2 separate regions of the Danio rerio genome follow, and region 1 is linked to region 2. The links are chromatin contacts, called in public Hi-C maps. All regions are on one chromosome and are shown on one strand. The core of a region is the stretch at or near the end of the contact, and the rest is flanking DNA. Distances in the headings are between cores, read along the strand shown.

Evidence for each region. A called contact is a pair of places that touch in the nucleus more often than the background predicts.
Region 1: a contact with region 2 is called in a Hi-C map of an unstated tissue, with 4 times the contacts expected there. The contact joins the promoter of egr3 here to the enhancer-like site in region 2. A contact is called at or near these places in 2 of 18 Hi-C or Micro-C datasets (hematopoietic stem cells and an unstated tissue).

The regions. Positions count from the first base shown.
Region 1 is chr8:60,521,100-60,526,182 of GRCz12tu, forward strand. egr3 (early growth response 3) reads left to right here and starts at 1,368. Exons shown (of 2, transcript NM_001002647.1): 1 at 1,368-1,698; 2 at 4,730-5,083. The coding sequence starts at 1,545.
Region 2 is chr8:60,487,191-60,492,302 of GRCz12tu, forward strand. The region is part of intron 6 of pebp4 (phosphatidylethanolamine binding protein 4); the gene reads left to right. Among named protein-coding and RNA genes, the nearest start is that of egr3, 33 kb to the right of the region's middle. Within about 2 kb of position 1,586, at least 19 of the 62 cell types and tissues checked have an H3K27ac peak or open chromatin away from gene starts, as enhancers often do.

The DNA of each region.
Region 1 (5,083 bases), core at 118-2,617, 34 kb after region 2:
TGCGGTCCCTTTAATGGCTGCGGGTTCCGATCGCTTTTCCACTTTGCAGCTCTCTTAACCGGAACCTCGCACACCAAATACAGACAGCGAGGGGCGTGGCCGGATCATGCCCTTATTTGGAGTTTCCACTTCAGTGGCGAACTTGGCGCTCGAGGCCAAAGCCAAGCCTACAGAATTGCCGCGCGCCTGCAATATTTACACGCGATTAACTCTCTGGCAGACACTGAGACTCAGTTACTGTTGCTTCTCCTGGACTAGATCATCTGTTGCAGTCAATAACCACTTAGCTGACTTTTTACCAATGATTAAGTTGGATTTTCATTTTTACTTCCAATTCCACTTCCACATGTGATTGCTTTTCAAGAAGCTATAGTTTCTCATGGATCTGTCATCTTTTAAAATACTGTCCGACAGCCCACGCTGACCATATAAAGAGCACTGAGAACTGCTAACAGGTGGTCACTGGAATGTACTTTGTAATAAGTGCACTAGTTTAAAGTTAAATGTTAGAATTTGATGACATGTTGCTTTAGATGAAGCCATTGTCATGAAAGGTTTATTGATTTTTTTTAAAAATAAGAATAAAAAATGAAAATAAAAGCGCGTGGCATGTAATTGTGCATTTACTTTTGCAATATTATGCAATGTATAGCATACATCACAGATGCTCTTAATCTGGCGCTTATCATTGTAAAACATTTGAGTGTCAATTTAAATCAGTCATAAAAAAGCATTACTATTATAATTCATTATATAATATTTTCACTTGGAAAAATAGTTCATTTGCTCCTCTTTACGACCGCTGAAATCAGGCAGAATGCACCCTAATTGCAATGCTGGCTATGTTGCAGCTTACTTAATAATATTCTAACTATTATAAAATTAATGAAATGCATTTTCTTTATCAATTCTCCGCTTTTTTATAAGTAAATTCACTTTTCCTATGCATTTTCAAGTGCAGCTTCATGCAGTGTAAAAGTTTCCCGCTGCTCGCTGTCGCGCGCTCTGACAGATCCAGAGAGATCCACGTTCACAGTGTGTCTTTAAAACAGTTTCCCTCTTCCAATTGTCGCCCAAACCGATGAAAATGTCCCTTTCGCTGCTCCGCCGTGCGCTTATCTTCCTGCTGCCGACTGTAATGTTCCACTATGAGGAGCTTCCATGTGACGTCGCGCGGCCGTCTAGCTTTGTGTGTCCATAAATGGTCATCTACGTCACGAAGTTGTTCCGTCCCCCCGCAGAACAAGAAAGCGTTGGAGTTCCCTGCGCTCGCAATAGAGCGAGCAGCGCTACACTTGTGCAATCACCACCACCACCAACAACATCATCTCTCCACTGTTCCAGAGACAATAACACTTGACAGAAATCACGCACAAAAAAACAACCCTCCTCGCGAAGAGACATCAGCGCCGTGCCCGTCGCGCGCTCGGATTTAATTTCCAAGGCTTCGAGGGTCTCCTGCTGTCGCTTTTCGGGTGATTTCTGAAGACGGATCGGGATTGAACACCTGTGCGCGCTCATTAATGACAGCCTGAAGAACTGCTATGACAGGTAAACTAGCGGACAAGATCCCTATTACCATGAGCAGTTTAATCAACACCATACCTGACAGTCTCTACCCAGAAGAAGACATCCCAACTTCTATGAACATTTTCGCAAACCCGGACTCCATTTCGCACTACTCGCAGATGAATACAGGTAAGGAGGAAAGCAAAAGTTTTAGAGTCAAGCTGTTGTTGGAGTTTGTAAGCTGCTGTTTGGTGTGCTTAGTGGGGCATCAGTTGCCGTGGAGAGCGCGCTGCTCGGCCCCGCGGCACCTGTTAACGCGCGAGTAGTGCGCGACTGTTACAGTAGTTTAATAATAACACAACTCCTCATACTGCTAACAGAGACTTTCCATGTCGAAAAAAAATGCTAAGCATTACTTCATGCAATTGTTCTTCTCTAATCAAAGACTTTATTTTAGAGTTAGTCTACTTAGAAGGCTAATAATAATATTAAACAATGCGTATAATACGCAATTATTTCAAGACATTGTTTATAAATAAATAGCGCTGTTGTTATTATAATCAAATGTATTATCATGACATTATATTAAGCATGCATTTAATGATTTTATAGACAAATCTGCTTTGTGGGCTTTGCGCTTTTTTCCTTCAGTGTAATTCTGCGATTTAATTGCGTTTGGTTTGTGGTGAAATTGTATTTCGTGAAGGTGTGTGGCTTTAGTTAAAATGTTCCCGTCACGTGATATGAGTGTAAAGTGGACAGGTAATATCAGGTAGCTAATAGGTATCACTTCAAACCCACGCGTCACGGGACGCGCGGAGCCTCCTTGTTATTTACTTAAAATACACATACAGCCATGAAATATATTAATTTTTAGAAACATTTATATATTAATCACGTGAAATAGCATTGGAAGCCGTTTCGTTTTTCACTATGTGCTTTATTTGATCTAAAACGCGTAATTTCGGGTTGCCTCCGTGATTCTTTCAGTCTATTATAGATATTTAGTTGTGTCCATATATTGTATTTAGTTATGCCATTGCCAATATTTTAAGGTTTTGATTAGTCAGTGCATAATACAGGATTGACCCTCTTTCTGACCCTCCACACGCGCGGGTAGGCGTTTAGATGCGCGCTTGTCTTCAAACAGCCCGTGAGAACACGTGAAACATCTCATTTAAAATATATATATTCACAAAATATATTATTACAATCAAATCGCGTAGTCTTTGTGTTATTGTTCACTTTATTCACGCGCCTTTCAAATGTCAATTATTGCGTTAGTTAAATCAATTTAATTTAGCTACTCAGAGGCTTAAAATAATACTATAATTATCGAGCAGAATTCAGCGAACAAAATACAATTATTTAATCACAATTGATAAGCTAATAATGGAAGAATATTAGGATTTTCCGTCCAGTCAGGTTATCATCTGTTGTTTTTTCCCCCTATATAGAGCCGTGTTTTTATTATTGTCGCAGTTTTTTTCTCTATCTCCCTCTCTCTATTTGAACTATGACATTTATTTATATAACTGTTAATGTAAAAAAAAAAACACACACACACAAAATAAAACTACACACACTCTCTTCATGGGAATTTCAGCTCTTAGTGTAACGCCATGCAGGCTTCTTACAACTTGATCATTTGTGAAATTAAAACAGAAGAGAGGAGTTGTTAAATATCGTATTATTATCGAGAGTGAAAGCATAAGATCTTTCGTCCTCTACTTGTACATGTACTGATGGAGTTTCACAAAGCTCTTGATGTGGTTTTCACTGTGCAGGTCAAAAGAGGCGATGCTTCCCACACTTGCGGGAGAGTATTGACCTCGTTTCATTTATTAAAGTATCAAAATGAATATGAAATACGAATGCTAACATCCTGCTGTAAAGTAATCTTCAGCAAATGTGTGAATTCTTAAAAAACAGAGGCTCTTTTTAAATATAAACTCCTTTAGAAATTAGATCATCTTGCTTTTTAATTTTTTTTTTTTAATGGGAAAGTAGTTCATCTCAATCTGAATATAAATATATGCATAAATGTTGCGTAATGATGTATATAAACATCATATAAAAAAAGCAAAAAAAAAAAAAAAAAAAGAAATGTCACTGTGTTGTATATGACCTTTTTTAAAAGATACTCTTATTTTAGACACCGTGAGATTTATTTTTTGTGTGTGTGTGTTTGTACCCTTCACACTTTATTAATATCTCTTGGACTGCTTATCACAATGTCAATGTGATAAACCCTTTTTGTCCTTACAAAGTGTCCTACCAAACGCCCCTGTAAAAAATCCCCACAAGTGTGTGAAATGCGTCCCCACACACATCCTGCAACGATAGGCACAGCGTGAAATAAATAGATACTTATTTTTCACATATCTGTAGAACACAAGCTTCTCTATCTCTCAGAGTTTAGCCCGAGTGAGTCTTTTTTTCCCCCTTCAGACGCAGCACAGCATCTCTTCGCACATGTACCCTGTGTGCGTTGAACAGATGCGAGGACCATCTGTAATTTTCATTCTGTTTGTTTCTACCGTAAGCCACAATTTGGTGCACACACTGCGATTACTGTAAGTGCACGTACAAGACTAAACTTAGTGGAGTATTTAATTTATAGACATGCGCTACGATCATTGTGTGCAACAGCATACTTTTCTTCAGACATGCTAAAAGTGATTGAAGTCACAACAGATCCTCGTTTGGTACTTTTCAGAGCAGCCATCAAGTGCCAACGACTGAAGGTGTGGGAGAAAGAAAGAGAGAGAGAGAGAAAGAAGGAGAGATGGAGTGCGTATAAGAGTAACAGTGATGTCAATCGTGACATCCTGTGGTACGGAGAAGCCTGATTGCCAAATCAGAGTTCCAGTCAGCCATTTAGATTCTCTGACAGAAAGACAATAAGTTGGTGAGGGTGGTGGCAGAAATTCACTTACAGATCAATTTCAGCGCCTTTCATTTGGACTGATATGCTTCACTTTCTCCTATATTTTTTGGAACAGGCGATTAACAGAGGTACGCCGAGACACTGCCGCTGAGACCAACTTAAAAAGTTTGAAAGCAAGCAAGTGAAAGTCTTCAACTCAGTAGTTAGCACCTATTAGTGTAGTCTCCTAGATGCTTCTCAGAACTTTCCTCTAGCCTTTTTGTCCATTTTTGTAGTTCTTGCTGAAGTGCATTCTGAATTGACGTGTGCATTCTGACCCCTGTCACACAGATAATATCATGGACTTGGGGATGGGCGGCGAGAAGGGCAGCGGAGAAATTCAGTACGGCTCCGGCAGCTTCCAGTCTGGGCGAAGTGGGCAGACCGTCACCTACCTGGGCAAGTTTGCATTCGACACCCCTCCTTCAGGCAGCATCGGCGGCTCCGGCTGGTGTCCCGACAACAACATCATAAGCCTGGTGAGTGCAGGCATCCTAGGGGTGTCCCCTTCACCTGGAAACATCACCACCCAGACGTCTTCATCCAGCGGCAGCATGGGTGGCCAGTCTTCAGACATGGAGCAAGTATACGCACCACCCCTACCTGCCTACTCCACCTGTGGAGAAATATACCCAGAGCAGGTGA
Region 2 (5,112 bases), core at 336-2,835:
GTGTTTATTCAGCTCATTTTAAGGAAGTAGTTTGAACAAGCTACATTTTTTAGTGCTGTTGCACACTGAAAGAAAATATTCATTGAATTTACTTCTTACTTTTGCTGGATTTACCTTTTTACTACGTTTTTTTAAAGGTAAGTGGTTGCAAACCATTTATAAGGGCTGAATTTAAACAAACATTTTGGGCTCTATCATACACCCGGCGCAATGTGGCGCAAGGCGCGGCGCAATACTCTTTTGCTACTTTTAGCTCGTCGCAAGGGTCATTTTGAGGTGTTGCGCCACGCTGTTTAAATAGCAAATGCATTTGCTCTCAAATGTGCACCCATAGGCGTTCTGGTCTAAAAAAGGAGGCGTGTTTTGGCGCGTTGCTATATTGAGAAACTGTAAATAGTCTGATCTTTAGACCAGAACAAAGTCGGTCTATTGTCTGACGCAAAGTGCACCTGGCTTACACACTACACACAAGATGCAGAGCAATACGCAAATATCTTTACATATGAAAAATATATAATATCTTAAAGATATATATATATATATATATATATATATATATATATATATATATATATATATATATATATATATATATATATATATATATATATATATATTAAGGATATATACAGGATATAAATATGAATGATTAAAATATTACAAAACATATTAATTTCTAGCCTACATGAAGATTTAAAAACCACTGCCTTACTTTCTTCATCTCAGAAGGCTTTTTCAGTTCATTCAATTTGCTTTTGTATAATGTTATTATTATTAGCAGTATTATTTATTATATCCATATTTATATTTGTTTTATTAAAAACAAGCTTAGATTTGTCCACCTGTCAAATTTATACCTTATGGGGCATGGCAGGTGTATTTGGAAATAACTCAGTATTCTGACCACACTTGGTTATTATTGTTCATTTATTCGTTTGCTGGAAATTAGAACTGAATTTAGAAATAGTTTTGAAACAAATCTTTGCGCTTAACAAACAAAATTAATTATTTATAGGCTAATTGATGTGTGTGCGTAAAGGTTTCCCTATCCACAAGAGCAAAAGCGAAAGTGAACTTACTTTACATCAAAATGCGCTCTTGGCGCGACGCAGCTGGCTCTTAAAGGGAATGGGAGATGAGACTCTAATTAGTTTATTCTCAAAACACACCTATAACTCATTAAGAAAATAAACTCAACACTTTTAGACCATGCACCATGGCGCAAAGCAGATTTTCCCATCCTTAAATTAGCAAAAATGCGTTCTGACACACGCTGAAAGCGTTTGAGCCCTGCGTTTTGCACTCTGCGCATGGACCATCAAAATAGAGCCCATTAAGTTGAACATTACAACATTTAATTTATTTGTATAAATTCAGAACATATAAATAGTTTGCAACCACTTACCTTAAAAAAACAGTAAAGAAAATTCAATGCATTGATCTATATATGTTTACCACACTATAAAGTGCTCCTTTAAGTCATAAAGACATCTCACCACAAAACACAACTTCCTGTATTGCACAAAGCAAAAGGGTGGAGTTGAGCAGAGGAAGAAAGTGCCGCATCACTCCCCACTTCCTATCTCTCTTTCCATGAGTCGACAGATTGAGAAATGGAAAGAGACCGAATTAACCCAAACACACACAAGACGCACTATTTTTAGCCACGTCTATAATTCGACACATTGGCTAACAACTCCGCCCTCTCCACTCCATGATGACATCGCACCGTCAACAACCTGTTAGCAGTACTAGCAGAGGCCAGACTATTAAACTGATGGGCTCTTTCCCCAGTTAACCGCAGCTTACATCGGGGCTTCCCCAACGGCCTAAATAAACTGTATACGCAGAACGATGTCTGGATTTTTAATAGCAGCACATAAACAGATCAGCCTAAACACTCGATGGATTGAACTGATGTCATTGGTGTCGTAACGCAGGCATAGTTTGGTTGTGACTCAGTGCTCGTGATTCAGTCCCGTTGAAGAAAACTCGCCCTCTTCATCTGCATATTTGCTGGATGGCTCATACTGAGGGGATCATATGAACTCATCTGGCATATTTTTGTCCAATAGGCATCAATATGTTGTTTATTATTTTTATTTTTACGTGCCAGTGGTCTAGTGCGAATCAGTCAGACTCACAAGTTTCAGCTTACAGACTCTAAATTTGAAAAGTTAGGATGCAAAATATTGCCATTTGGAGTTTTTTTCTACAACAAGCATTTTTCTCAACCTCTCATGCTATGTTCAGTTATTTCATGTTAAAAGCAAATAATATAACCTATTCTTTGCCATAAAATTGAAATTACTAAAGAAAATTGCTAAATTTTGGAAGAAGATTTCAGATGGCCCTTAGTGGTTTTTGCATATATATACATATATATATATATATATATATATATATATATATATATATATATATATATATATATATATATATATATATATATATATATAGTTGAAGTCAGAATTATAAGCCCCCCTGAATTATTAGCGCCCCTGAATTATTAGCGCCCCTGAATTATTAGCGCCCCTGTTTATTTTTATTTTTTTTACCAATTTCTGTTTAATGGGGGGAAGATTGTTTCAACACATTTCTAAGCATAATAGTTTTAATACCTCATTTCTAATAACTGATTTATTTTATCTTTGTCATGATGAATATAAATAATATTTTACTTGATATTTTTCAAGACACTTCTATACAGCTTAAAGTGACATTTAAAGGCTTAACTGGGTTAATTAGATTAACTAGGCAGGTTAGGGTAATTAGGCAAGTTATTGTATAACGATGGTTTGTTCTGTAGATTATCGAAAAAAAAATTAGCTTAAAGGGGCTAATAATTTTGTCCCAAAAATGTTTTTTAAAAAATTAATAACTGCTTTTATTCTAGCCGAAATAAAACAAATAAGACTTTCTCCAGAAGAAAAAATATTATCAGACACAATGTGAAAATTTCCTTGCTCTGTTAAAAATAATTTGGGAAATATTTAGAAAAATAAAATCAAAAGGGGGCTAATAATTCTGACTTCAACTGTATATATATATATGGCGGCTTCATTGGAGTTGTGATTTCACTGCTGATGTCCTGACATTTTATCCTACCTATCAGATTATGCTACCAACACTATTTGAATAGTACTAAGGATGGGCTTAGGTAGGTTAAGGTGATATTACAGCTTCATATCAAATCTGTTGGGTAGCATATTGCACCATCACAATGTGCTATCTACTTTTTGAATAAACACTGACAAAAAAATACCGACAGTTTGTGCTGCCAAGCGATTAACCGCAAATAATCACATCTGAATTAAAAGTTTGGATTTACGGTGTATAAATATTCTGTTTATTTATAAATGGAACAAAATATAAAAAATATTTTCAAATAAAATATAATTTTTAAATTTTTTAATATGTTAACATATTGACATATATTTAAATATATTTGCTTTTTTTAAATATAAAATATATAAAAATATATAAAATTACGAAAAAACAAAACCATAATATTCACATATATATTTGTATTCATATATGATTTGTATTCGATATTAATAATCATTCATGTTCTTTTTGACTTAGTCCCTTTATTAATCAGAAGTCGCCACAGGACTGTGGACTGCAGGGGAAACCAGAGCAACCATGGAAACACAGCAAACTCCATACAGTGACCATTGTACTGCCCACTGCGCCACCACGACGCCCCTGATATATATATCCGGCAGCTAGCTCTCTGCAACTCTCATGGTTGCCCTGCCTTATATATCTTATATATCTGCCATCCTGGCCATATATATCTTTTTTTTCAACTCTGGCTCATTATGGATACGAACCCCTGAATACATTTCTGGAGTTTTAGTTTTTGTTTGAGGCCGCTGTGTACACTTTTTCAGATCTGAAGTTTCTCTCGTGAGTGCCATTCACGCCTGCTCCTCTCACGTAAAACCACCAAAGGACATTGTCGACTGACTGACTCACTGACCGACCGGCCTATAAAGAATATCACACCAGCCAATCAGAATCAAGAACCAGACAGAACTGTTGTATAAAATAAAATATGACCTTCAAAAATCATCAAATGTGACATTTTGGACACATAGTAAGATTTAGCTATTTACATCATTCTAAAAATCTATTAAAATGAGGGTAATGTTTACAGTGAACATTTAAAAGCTCCTCAAGAGTTAAATTCTGAAAATATTTAGATTTTTTGTTTACGGTCAGATCAAGTGTTTTTCTGTATGAGGTCTGATGATCATGTGCTTTATCTGATGTGTGTGTGTGTGTGTGTGTGTGTGTGTGTGTGTGTGTGTGTGTGTGTGTGTGTGTGTGTGTGTGTGTGTGTGTGTGTGTGTGTGCGCGCAATGGCCTGGTTTGTATGGGGTCAAGCAGGGATCATGATCTGCAGAGGCGGAACATTATCTCCTCATGTTCTCGGGTCCAGAGGCCTAAAGGTCACGTGACCTCATAACGCCGGGTCACTTTACTCCATTTCTAACACTCAATTAGAGAGAAGCCGACAATCTTCACAATCATGCGAACACACACACCTCTCTGCCTCGTCTGTCAGCGCATTATCAAATCGCTGTTATGCACAAATCATATTTCACTCACAAAATGCAACTCCGAACACGGCTGATTCTTCCATTCTTGAGTACAAAAGGCTACATTTAGACTTTAAAGGGGACCTACTATGCAAAAATCACTTTTATTCATTCATTCATTTTCTTGTTGGCTTAGTCCCTTTATTAATCCAGGGTCACCACAGCGGAATGAACCACCAACTTATCTAGCAAGTTTTTTTTACGCAGCGCTTCCAGCCGCAACCCATCTCTGGGAAATATCCACACACACATTCACACACACACTCATACACTACGGACAATTTAGCCAACCCAATTCACCTGTACCGCATGTCTTTGGACTGTGGGGGAAACCAGAGCACCCGGAGGAAACCCACGCGAAGGCAGGGAGAACATGCAAACTCCACACAGAAAAGCCAACTGAGCCGAGGATCAAACCAGCGACCTTCTTGCTGTGAGGCGACAACACTACCTACGGCGCCACTGCCTCGCCAAAATCACTTTTATAAGGTGTTTAAACACAGTG